2 separate regions of the Sus scrofa genome follow, and region 2 is linked to region 1. The links are chromatin contacts, called in public Hi-C maps. All regions are on one chromosome and are shown on one strand. The core of a region is the stretch at or near the end of the contact, and the rest is flanking DNA. Distances in the headings are between cores, read along the strand shown.

Region 1 (5,644 bases), core at 1,262-3,761:
CCTCCCCAGGGTGCCGGACACAGAGCAAATTGACCTAGCCACAGGGTAAGCACGGTCATACCCACTTTCCAGGTGGGAAGAATGAGGCACAGAGAAGTCAGTGCCAAGGCCACGTGCTAGTCCAGGAGTCCGGTTGGTTGTCTGAGCTTCCAGGAGCCCATCCTCCACTCAACACTCGTTTCGGAACCCCCTGAGCAAGGCCAGGGATCGAACCCGTGTCCTGACGGATAGTAGTCGGGTTCATTAACCGCTAAACCATGACGGGAACTCCTCGGATTTATTTCCCAGTTTATGGACCTCAGAGAGTGTCCTTTCCAAGGCAGCTTCCCCGTTTGCCTGTGCTCTTCCCACTCCCTTCTCACGGGGAGTTGAGAAAACTACATGCACCCCTTGCCCTTGGGTCTCCAGCCCCTACTCTCCTTTTTCACCCAGTTCTGGCTGCTGCCTGGGCTGCTCTGTAAACCCTCTGCAGAGGGAGTATTTCCTGGACATGAGCTGTTTCACTTTCAGTTTGCACCCCTTCACTTCCCTCCACCCCAAAGCTGCCTCCATCACCCAGGCAGAGGTCCCTCCTCCCGCCCCAGGGAGGCCCCTCCCTACCCTGGGCCAGCTCCCTGGGAGGACCAGTCAGTGCACCCTCCCCGCCCACCCCTCCCTCTCAGGCCTGGGGCTACTTTCGAAAGCAGCAGAAAGAAGGGTGGGGACGGTCCGGACCACCTGTGCCTCCCCTCCTCCACCCAGTGCCACCTGGGGAAGACCGACCTTGGCCTGGCATGCACCCATCCCAGCAGCCTCCTCCTGAACAAGGTGCCCTTCTGGCTCCCTTGGTGCCCCCAGGACTGCAGGGCTGGAGGATGCTGACAGCACCCCTGCCACCCTCGGGCTCAGAGCTGGGGAGAAGTTGGCGCCTCAGAGCAGCCCCAAGGCCCCAGGCCTTGCTGATCTGGGTCTACCCCTGCCCCCTCCAAGCACCTGACTTCCTGGTACTCTGAGTTCCCCACTTGTGGGGTCTGCCCAGGGGAGGAGGGTGGCCAGGATGCTTCCCCAGGGGAGGTGCCTGACTCTAGACCGCTCTTAGGTCTCCTGGGGCAGCAGGGAGGCTGTAAGTTCTCCCCGTGCCCTTGACCTTGGCTCTGACCTCCCCCCCCATCCCCCAGACTGCTAAAGAGCCTGGTTCTTTGACACCCGATTCTCGGGCCCCTAGGGCCAGGGTGAGAGGGGAAGCTGCCTGAGGGGTGGCCAGAGGGAGCCCCGGGTGGATCAGGCCCCGAACAGGGCTCGGTGGAGTCCCGGGGGTTGGGGGGAGCCTGAGGCCTTCCCCCCCCAGCCCCCTGCCTCCCTCACCTACCCCCGGCCCGGAGCTCCCAGGCGTGGGGAGCACAGGCGGGACCCTCCCGGCTTACCTGCCCAGACCCTGGCCCAGGCCTGGGTTGGCTCAGCAGGGCGGAGGCCGGTGATCCCAGTGGCCAGTGGCCACTCCCAGGGTAAGGTACCCAGGCTCGGCCTCCAGAGACGGGCGCCAGTGAGTTCCTGGTGTCAGGATGCAGCCTGGGCTGGTCCCAGCGCGGCCTTCGGGACCCGCGAGGCTTTGGCGATCATAGAGGTGCCGGCGGCTCCCGCTCCAATCAGCTCCCTCTAGAGGAAGTTGCTCTGCGGCCGCCGGATGCAGCCGCTGAAGCCTGCAGCACGGGGCTGGGGCTGGGCTCAGGGCGGAGAGCGCGGCTCCCACCCCTGCCGAGTGTCCCCACCCACGGCTTTTCCCACCCGGGTTCCCTGTCCTCCTCCTTGATCTTGCCCCACTTCTGTCCGTCGGTATCAGCAAGAAAGCCAGGCTGGTGAGGTTTGTGAAGCCCTGCTGTGTGCTGGGCACTTTATTTTTTTATTTTTTTTTATTTTTTTTTCGTCTTTTTGCTATTTCTTGGGCCGCTCCCACGGCATATGGAGGTTCCCAGGCTAGGGGTCCAATCGGAGCTGTAGCCACTGGCCTAGGACAGAGCCACAGCAACACGGGATCCAAGCCGCGTCTGCAACCTACACCACAGGTCACGGCAATGCCGGATCCTTAACCTACTGAGCAAGGGCAGGGATCAAACCCACAACCTCATGGTTCCTAGTCGGATTCGTTAACCACTGCGCCACGACGGGAACTCCAGTGCTGGGCACTTTAAACCATCCTCACTGAACAGTCTCAACCACCCTTGGAAGTAGGTGCGGTGACCACATCCATTTTACAGATGAACGAACTGGGACTCGGCTGCTTTAAGGAACCTCCGCCAAGGTCACTGAGCGGGGTTTATAATCAGACATGTAAGTGCCATGGGCATAATAAGATGAAATTGAGATTCCACGGAGTTCCCATTGTGGCTCAGCAGGTTAAGAACCCGACTAGTATCCATGAGTATGTGGGTTTGATCCCTGGCCTTGCTCAGTGGGCTAAGGATCCTGCATTGCTGGGGCTGTGGCATAGGCCAGCAGCTGCAGCTCCGATTCAACCCCTAGCCTGGGAACCTCCATGTGCCACAGGTACGGCCCTAAAAAAAAAAAAAAAAAAAAAAAAAAGATTGAAGTTCCACGTACAGTTGAGGCCTGTGTACCAAGCTCCTCGATGGCTGCAGAGGTAGAAACCCTGCAGGTGATAGGCAGGTAGACGTGGACATGCAGAGGGCCGATGAGACTGGTTGTGAAGGGAGGGGTGGGAGGACACACACTCCCACCCTCCTGGACCAGCAGCCACAGCCAGAGGAGGACAGGCTGTGGGGAGAGCTGTGTGCCCCATTCTCAGAGTTGGGGTCCCCACCTCTGCGTCTCCTGGAGCCTCGCCAACCCCCACCCTCGGGGTGCTGCATTGACACCCCCACCCCCACCCCCGGGCACACTCTGCCCCCACCCCCAACCCGCCTTCGCCTTCTAGAACTCTGGGAAGTTTCCAACCCCCTCTGTTCTTAAGCAGTTGGTCCCAGTAGCTGCTGCGGCCCTTCCCTCTTGAGTCAGGTCCCCTTCAGGATGGAGGCCCCAGCCCCAACCCCTCGGGCCCATAATCTGGGCCGCTCGTCCATGTTCCGCCTTTTCCGTAGCCTGGTGGGGGGCAAGGGCAGCCCAGAGAGCTCAGACCAGGCCCTGGTGGGGGGTCAGCCGTGCCCCTTGCAAGAGCAGGACGCCACCCCCCTGATGACTGGCTGTCACGGAGCAGCGGGGCAGAAGGAATCCTGGCCACCTGCCTCGCTGCCCTGTACCCTCGCTGTGGCCCTGCCACGAACTAGTCCCTCGGGGCTGGAGCTAGGGGATGCGGGGGCCCAGACCCCCACCCCTGTGCAGGTCCTGAGGGTGGTGGCCCGGGGTGTAGAAGTAAGGTCAGATCCACGCAGAGGAGGCCAGGAGGCGCTGGGCAGCCTGTCTGAGATGGACGAAAGGGAAGAGGAGGAGGTGGCAGGCGCGGCCTTGGGGGACACGGGGACCTCAGACAGGTGAGAGGTGGGCTCTGGGCAGCAGGGACCTGGGAGCCTCCTGGAAGGCAGAAGGGAGGGTGTGGGCCTGAGCTGGGAGGGTCCGAATGGGAGAAGGACTGGAGAGGTGGGGGTGGGGAAGCAGACTGGGTCCTCCACCAGTGAGGGCTTGGGGATGGAGGTCCCCAAAGGACAGGAGGACAGGCCGGGCCCTGGGAAGGGTGTGTGTAGGGTGAGCAGGGTCCCAGTGCTCCCCAGCTCCTTTATGGGCCCCCTTCCCTGTCTCCCCTCCCCCTTCTTCTGGTTTCCAAGTTCACTTGGACTTGGCGCCCCTCCCTTTACTTTGGGGGAGCATCGTCATCTCTCTGATGGACCCCAGAGGGCTGTGCAGGAGGGGGGAGTAGGCTAAGTGGGGCCTGTGGGAGAACCTTGGGGTGGGGGGTTAGGGGGGCTTCCACCGCATCTCTGGGCTGCACCTGCCACTTCCACCTGACTGTGCTTTGGGATCAGGGGCCGCTTTGCCCAAGCCTTGGAGGTGGATCAAGGATGCCTGCAGAGGGCTGCGGGGCCACTGGAGGTCAGCCCCAAGGCCTTGGCCAGAGAGGAGGAGGAGTGTCTGCTTGACGGTGAGTGTGGCGGCCACAGGCAGGGGAGGTACCAGACATGGACAGAATTGACTCCTCTGGGCACAGGGCCCAGAAGGGCAGGAGCAATCTGAGGGAAGGCCAGAGGAAGGCGGCCTGGGTCTGAGTCCCAGCGCCACTAGGCCAAGCTGTGTGATGGCAGCAAGTCGCTCAGCTTTTCTGTGCCTCAGTTTCCTCATCTGTAAAATGGGACTAGAACTGCTTATTTCAGCAGGCAGCTGCAAGGATCAAATGAGAAGTTCTCTGAGAAGCGCCCAGAACTGTGCCTGGCACACAGCAGGTGTTTGCTTAAGAAAATAGGGAAACCACACCCTCAGCTCAGCCCTCCTCATCCCTCTGTGACCTGGGCCAGGCCTGGGCTGCCTCTCACTTCTGTCCACGTGTCAGTGACCACCACCCCTCCACAGGAGAACTCAGGCTGGCCTCCTCGAAGGTGGGGGCAACGCCATGGAGCCGCCTCCTCAGCTTGTACAAGCAGCTTCAGAAGTCAGCCATGACCAAGGTCTGTGCAGCTGGCTAGGGTGGGGGTGGGGGACCTTCTGAGAGCTGCCATCCTGCCTGCTTTCTGTTTAAGGTCAGGGTGGGGGTGGGGGTGGAGCTGGACTTGGGGACCCCCTCCTCACCTGCTCAGCCCCTGGCACACCCTCAGTTTCCTCTCAAGGAAGGCTCGCCCCAGGAGGACAAAGACATGGAGGAGGAAATGGAGGACGAGGACAGTTCCTTCAAGCTCTGTGTCCCAGGCATCGTCACCCTCCCGTCGCCGCTGCGTAAGGCTTTTAGATCGTCAGATACAGTAGGCAAGAGTGGTGCCCCCAGCCCATCCAAACAGCTCCCAGACGGCCCTCTGTGGCCGCGGCTCGTGGGTGCGATACCGGTTCCTACCACCAGGTGGTAGCAGAGGACCTAAGATGACCACCGGGGCCGGGGGACAGGTGTGCAGCGTCTGGAGGTCCACCTAGGGCTGCCTGGGGTCCTCCTCTCTCAGGGTTTGGGTAGGGAGTGGTGGGGAGTGGGATGGGTTGTGACTAGGGCTGTGGCTCTTTGAGCACCACACTTCCCCAGCTGGGAATCCTGACTCCAGTAGCCACCTCTGTCCGTGGTTCTCTCATCATGCATGCACTGCTGTGACAGTGCCCCAGAAGGCCCCCTGTCCCATTGCAGCGCCCTTGCTGATTATAGCCAGTACTGTGGGCCGGACTCTATTCCAAGCACTCTCCATGAAGTAATGTATTTTAACTTTTAGGTAGGTCCTGTTATGGTCTTCACTTCACTGTAAGGAAAATGGGGTACAGAGAGGCTAAGTAGCTTGTCCAAGAACACACAGCTAGTAAGTGGCAGAGCTGACACAGGAACCCAGGCAGTTTGGGTTGTTCCAGATACATGCTCCCGAATCAGTGGCTGGAAGGGTTGTGGGGGCAGGTGGACAGATGTTACCCACACACCCGGGGAGGCAAGGAAAGAGACTCATGCAGCCAGAGGGAGCCATGGGAAGTGAGTTTCCTGGGGCAGGCAGGGCAGTGGGAAAGTGGAGGTCTGGCTGGAGATGAGGGAGCTGGA
Region 2 (5,367 bases), core at 1,930-4,429, 84 kb after region 1:
TCATCCTGGTCTACCTCTTCTCCATCGTCGGCTTCCTCTTCCTCAAGGACGACTTCATCCTTGAGGTCGACCGGCTGCCAGGCAACCACTCCAGAGGTCTGGGGGCGCCTCTCCTGGGGCGGGGGGTGCGGGATGAGGCCAGGGCCTGGGAGCTCTTGCCCACCACGCCCACTGCAATTTCTCCTCTGGGTCTGGGGTGGGTGGTCCAGCTCACACCCGTCTGCCTCCCTCTTCCTGGGACAGACCAGGGCTGGGAGAGCCCGGGGTGGCTCTGGCTTGCGGACCATGGCTCACATTAGACTCGGTATTTGTGGGGCTGCCCGTGTCCCTGGTGGGGTGCAGATCTCCCTCCCCGCCCTTGAACACAAGCCTGTGGAGCAGCTGCATCAAGACCCTTCCCTGTAGTGGGTGGAGTAGGGAGGCTCGAGGCTCAGGGTGGGCTTCCTGGAGGGTATGAGGCTGGGGACAGAACCAGGGGAACCTCCTGGTGACCTTGTCCCTGTTCCCTCCAGCCAGCCCCCTGGGGATGCCACATGGAGCTGCCACATTTGTGGACACGTGCAGTGGGAACAACATGGACTGTGTCTCCAGGGTCTCAGTGCCCCAGGTCCTGGAAGGTGCGGGCGGTGTGTCTCTGGGGTCTCGGTGCAGTGGGAGGAGGGGTAAGTGGTCCAGCCTGGGGATGAGCATGCACTCTGCTTGTAGAGGACGAGGAGCAGGCCAGCACGGAACGGGCCTGTGACACTCTGCTCATGTGCATTGTCACCGTCATGAACCATGGGCTGCGCAATGGTGGTGGCGTAGGCGACATTCTCCGAAAGCCCTCAAAAGATGTGAGTGTGCCCCCACCCCAGTAGCCCTCTCTGTTCAGGGCAGCAGCTGTGAGGGCTCCGCCCTCAGGTCACAGCCAAGTAGAGCGTCTTGGCCTCCCATCCTCAGGGTGGTGGGTCCCTGAATGTTTGCACCCCTTTTCCCGCTCAGTCTTGTGCTGTTACGGTGTAGCTGAGCTGTCCCTGCCCTTCCAGCTCGGGCACCCCCACCAGCTCACTAAGGAAAAGCCTTGGCCCCCAGTCTCCCCGGGGTAGGGAAGGTGTGAGTCAGCGGTGGGTCCCTGGCCACACCCGCTTCATCCTCAAGGCAGAGCTCCAGCCTGAGGGCCAGGGTGCTCAGCTGGCTCATGAGGAGGCCTCGGGGTTTGGCTGGGCAGCCCAGCATCCCAGGTCAGTGTGTCCCCACTCTCATGGGGTGAAGCCACTTCCTGGCCAACAGAAGTTTCTAGGGGCATCCTGAGGGCAGGCAGAGGAGTTCAAAGCTGCTCCTCCCCTAACAGGCCAGCCTGGCTCCCACGCCAGACTCCCAGGGGCTGCATCCCAGCCACTGAGTCCCACCCGCACCCAGGCCTCGGGTCGCGCCTCTCACTCTGCCATCCCCAGGGTGCTGGGCGTCAGGGGCCACCTCCTTCTGTGGAGCTGGGCTCCGAGCCCCCACCCGACCGACCCAGCCTTGCTGCTTCCCCCGCAGGAGTCGCTCTTCCCGGCCCGAGTGGTCTACGACCTCCTGTTCTTCTTCATTGTCATCATCATCGTGCTGAACCTCATCTTTGGGGTGATCATCGACACCTTTGCCGACCTGCGCAGTGAGAAGCAAAAGAAGGAGGAGGTTCTCAAGACTACGTGCTTCATCTGTGGTGAGGCCACGCTCCTGCCCACAGGCCTTCCTGGGTCCCTGTGGCCCCTGGGAGCCTGTCCTGGGCTGATGGCTCAGCGGCACTTGGCCCGGAGCTGGGGAGAGCTGGACCCTGCCGGAACGTGGAGTCCTAGGTGGAGGCGGGAAAGGCCTCAGGGACTGGCCTTTAAACTCTGGGTTTCAGACGAGGACCTAAGCCTGGTCCATGGCCTTGACCCTGTGGTCTGGGTACAGAGCTTTTCTCCATGTGAAGTGCTGTCCCTCAGTCACTGGAGGCCCAGGGGCAGGTCGCCTGGAGGCCCCTTCTCTGTGCTTCCTGCCCCCTGGGCTCCCATAGGCCTCGCTGCTGGGTGGGAGCTCTGTGTCTAAGTGGCTGCTGTTTTAAGTAGAAGTGACCTAGCCAGGTGCATGTTTCCCCAGAGCTGCAGTGGCCCTGGGTCACCCTCACCTCTGCCCCCTCAGGTCTGGAGAGGGACAAGTTTGACAACAAGACGGTGTCCTTTGAGGAACACATCAAGTTTGAGCACAACATGTGGAACTACCTGTACTTCATCGTGCTGGTCCGCGTGAAGAATAAGACTGACTACACAGGGCCCGAGAGCTACGTGGCCCAGATGATTAAGGTGTGCCCTGCGGGAGGCGGGGGGCGGCGGACACCCGCCGAGAGCTGGCAGGAGAAGGGTAGCTGGAGCCAGCTCCCTGCACACCTCTGGGTGGGCTCTGGTGTCTTGAAAGAGCCCATGTGAGCCCGCTCACCTGAGGGGCCCGAGAGCATGTGTGGGGTGGGGTCCCAGGGCCTGCAGACGCCTGACATATAGGCCACCTGCTCATGGCCACTGCTCTGTGGCCCCCATCTTAGGGGCCTCTCCAGCTGGGCCAGAGGGTGCCTGGAAGAACTTGAAACCATCAGACTTAGGAGAAATCAAACGTAACTGTTCCATTTAGTAGCGAAGGGGGTGAAGGCAGAGGCTAGTCAGGCCTGGTGGCATCGAGGGTATAGGAAGTAGTCCCATCAGCTGTAGCACATCTTCAAAAGACTGCACTACAGATGAACTGCAGCCTGAAAGGGAAGACCTGTTTGGTGGGAAAAAGGGAGCAGGGTTCTAGTCTCTTTTAAGTCTGTATTTGGACTGATTATCTGTTGGGTCTGAAAAATTCAGTTTGCAGCAGGAACCAGAAAGCTGCTGGGTTCCCCCTCCCCCCCACCGGCGTGTTCTCTGCCTGGCTCATCTTCCTGGGGTGCGGGGCGTGGGTGTGGGGTGTGGGGCAGGCAGGAGGAAGGAAGGAAGGAAGGAAGGAAGGAAGGGTCTCGCAGGGCGTTGTAAGAGTAAACAGATGGTGCGGGTACCAAAGGAGGCTCCAGGCTAAGGCAATCAGCCTGCCTTGGGCAGGGGCTTCACTGCCAGCTCCCCCGGGGCCCAGGGAGGACCCTGGACGACTCAGATTTCCCCATGACACGTTCCTGCAGAGTCATCTGGCCGAGGGTGTGGCAGCAGACTCCCCCATACAACCGCGTCTCTCACGAGGCCGTCCCAGGCTGGGCCCATGCTTGCTCAGCCCATGGAGATGTTTTTCAGAACAAGAACCTGGACTGGTTCCCCCGGATGAGGGCCATGTCGCTGGTGAGCAATGAGGGCGAGGGGGAGCAGAATGAGATCCGGATTCTTCAGGACAAACTCAACTCCACCATGAAGCTGGTGTCCCACCTCACCACCCAGCTCAACGAGCTCAAGGAGCAGGTGCGCCCCAGCCTCTGCTGCCCCGATGGGCAGCCCCAGGCTGGCTCTGGTCACACCCAGCCTGCCAAGGGGGAGGTGGGGGCGGTCCAGCTCCTGTAGCGGGTGGGTGGGGAGACCGGGGCCTCTTTCCGAGTCTCCGATGCCCCCCTGCCCCATGTGGCAGTGATTAGAGGCAGTGATTAGAGTCGGGCAGGCGCTGCTTCCCCAGCTGCACCATGTCAGGGTTGTGACTCACAAATTGAGGACCAGGGCTCAGGGCTGACATTCATCTGCAGCCTGGGGCGGTGGGGAGGGGGTGCCCAGCGTCCTGACCCGACCTGACTTGACTTGCCGGCATCTGTCGACCTCAGATGACAGAGCAGCGGAAACGCAGGCAGCGCCTGGGCTTCGTGGACGTCCAGAACTGCATGAGCCGCTGAGAGGCCACAGCGTCAAAGGCCCGCAGACCCCGGAGACCCGTGCCTGGGAACTCGGCCCTTCCCTGTGGAGAGGGCCCTGCCAGCCGCCAGCCTCTCCAGGCTGGGTGTCCACCCCACCCCTAGCTCCCACTCTGCCAGAACCCCTCCAAGTCAGCCCAGCCCTGACTGCCTGGAGGGGGCACCACAGCTGCCAGTCCTGCCCCAGACTGAGCCCGTAGAGCAGACCTGACGGGGACTCAGCTCACCTACCTGAGCTCACCTGTGTGCCTTACTTGGAGGAGGCGAGTCCCCTTGAAGGAGGGCTGCTTATCCTTTTGCTTTTTAGGGTCACAGGCGTGGCCTATGGAAGTTCCGAAGGAGGGCTGCTTATCCTTTTGCTTTTTAGGGTCACAGGCGTGGCCTATGGAAGTTCCCAGGCTAGGGGTCCAATTGGAGCTACAGCTGACAACCTACACCACGCTCAGCTCAGCTCACAGCAATGCCGGATTCCTGGCCCACTGGGTGAGGCCAGGGATTGAACCCGCATCCTCATGGTTACTAGTCGGTGTTCGTTAACCGCTGAGCTATGGTGGCCACTCCCCTGCTTGAGCTCTAAAGCAGTAACTATATCCCCCTGGTGGGTGATTAGGAGGTGGCCTCCTTATCCCAAGCACTACATGTTGGCTGCTGCCTCCTCTGGAGCAGCCGCAGTGATGCTGTTACTAGTGAATTTAGGGCTTTGTTATTTAACTTATTCAAGGGCCAAATGGCTCCTTCAGTGCCTCAGACCTGCTGTAGACAGTGTGCAGACCCTGCTGAGTCCACACCCCCCCCCTCCCAGGGGACCGGTGACCCAAGGATGGAGAAACGTACTCCCAGAACCTGCCCCTTTCCGGGTCTCCCGGGGAGTCATGCCCAGGTAACAGGGCTGGGCCATGTTAAGAGCGGCTTGTTTCTTCTCCTTTCAGTGTAATGTTTTATAAATCCTTTGGCCCAAGAACTAAAGTGGATTGCCATAAATTAATGAATAAACCCAGGCCTTTGGAGGGGGGCTGTCTCCTGTACACCTGGGTGTGGGAGGGGGGTGAGCATGTGCCGCCTGGCCTCACTGGGGCTCCTGGGAGATGCAGAGCCATGTCCTACTTCCTGGACAGAACTACTACATTTTATTTAATGCATCCCTGAACATACTGAGCTGTCAGGGACCAATGAGGTGAAGACCTGACTCCCAGCTCTTCCCAACAAAGGGTGCTGGTGCCCTGCCTTTCTCAGCTCTGTTCCTGACAAGAAGCCTCAGTAGGGAGTACAGATGGCCCCCAGTAAGGGCTAAGGTTCTGGGGCACAGTGAGGTGACCCTGTGTCCTTGCCTCCTGCAGAATTGGGGTGCAGAAGCCTGACCAAGGCCGTCTTGGCTTTGCCCCATCCCTTTGACCAGCCTGGAACATGACTCTTCTGCAAGGTCAGGGCAGAGGACCGGCTTGTTCTGAGTCAGTGGGAAAGGGCGCCAGGCAGGCTTTCCCATCCTTCTGTTTGCACAGGATGCC

What was found. A called contact is a pair of places that touch in the nucleus more often than the background predicts.
Region 2: a Hi-C map of omental adipose tissue shows a contact between it and region 1, with 4 times the contacts expected there. The contact joins the enhancer-like site here to the promoter of LOC100156231 in region 1. A contact is called at or near these places in 2 of 5 promoter capture datasets (fetal liver and liver), 24 of 47 Hi-C or Micro-C datasets (alveolar macrophages, blood, brain and 13 more) and 2 of 2 datasets of contacts at active chromatin or transcription factors (alveolar macrophages and skeletal muscle).

The regions. Positions count from the first base shown.
Region 1 is chr7:29,813,539-29,819,182 of Sscrofa11.1, forward strand. It overlaps LOC100156231 (gametogenetin-binding protein 1-like), which reads left to right and starts at 2,512. Exons shown (of 7, transcript XM_005665887.3): 1 at 2,512-3,464; 2 at 3,954-4,069; 3 at 4,495-4,589; 4 at 4,737-4,854. The coding sequence starts at 3,004. BAK1 (bcl-2 homologous antagonist/killer) reads right to left here and starts at 1,807. Exons shown (of 7, transcript XM_021098603.1): 1 at 1,404-1,807. It overlaps LOC102162214 (a long non-coding RNA gene), which reads left to right. Exons shown (of 4, transcript XR_002345648.1): 4 at 1-1,938.
Region 2 is chr7:29,896,437-29,901,803 of Sscrofa11.1, forward strand. ITPR3 (inositol 1,4,5-trisphosphate receptor type 3) reads left to right here. Exons shown (of 58, transcript XM_013977794.2): 52 at 1-96; 53 at 513-617; 54 at 706-833; 55 at 1,522-1,687; 56 at 2,149-2,309; 57 at 3,264-3,425; 58 at 3,776-4,866. The coding sequence ends at 3,844. Among named protein-coding and RNA genes, the nearest start is that of C7H6orf125, 31 kb to the right of the region's middle. Within about 2 kb of position 3,180, at least 10 of the 83 cell types and tissues checked have an H3K27ac peak or open chromatin away from gene starts, as enhancers often do. A contact at or near this core is called in alveolar macrophages, omental adipose tissue and retroperitoneal adipose tissue, where this site is marked.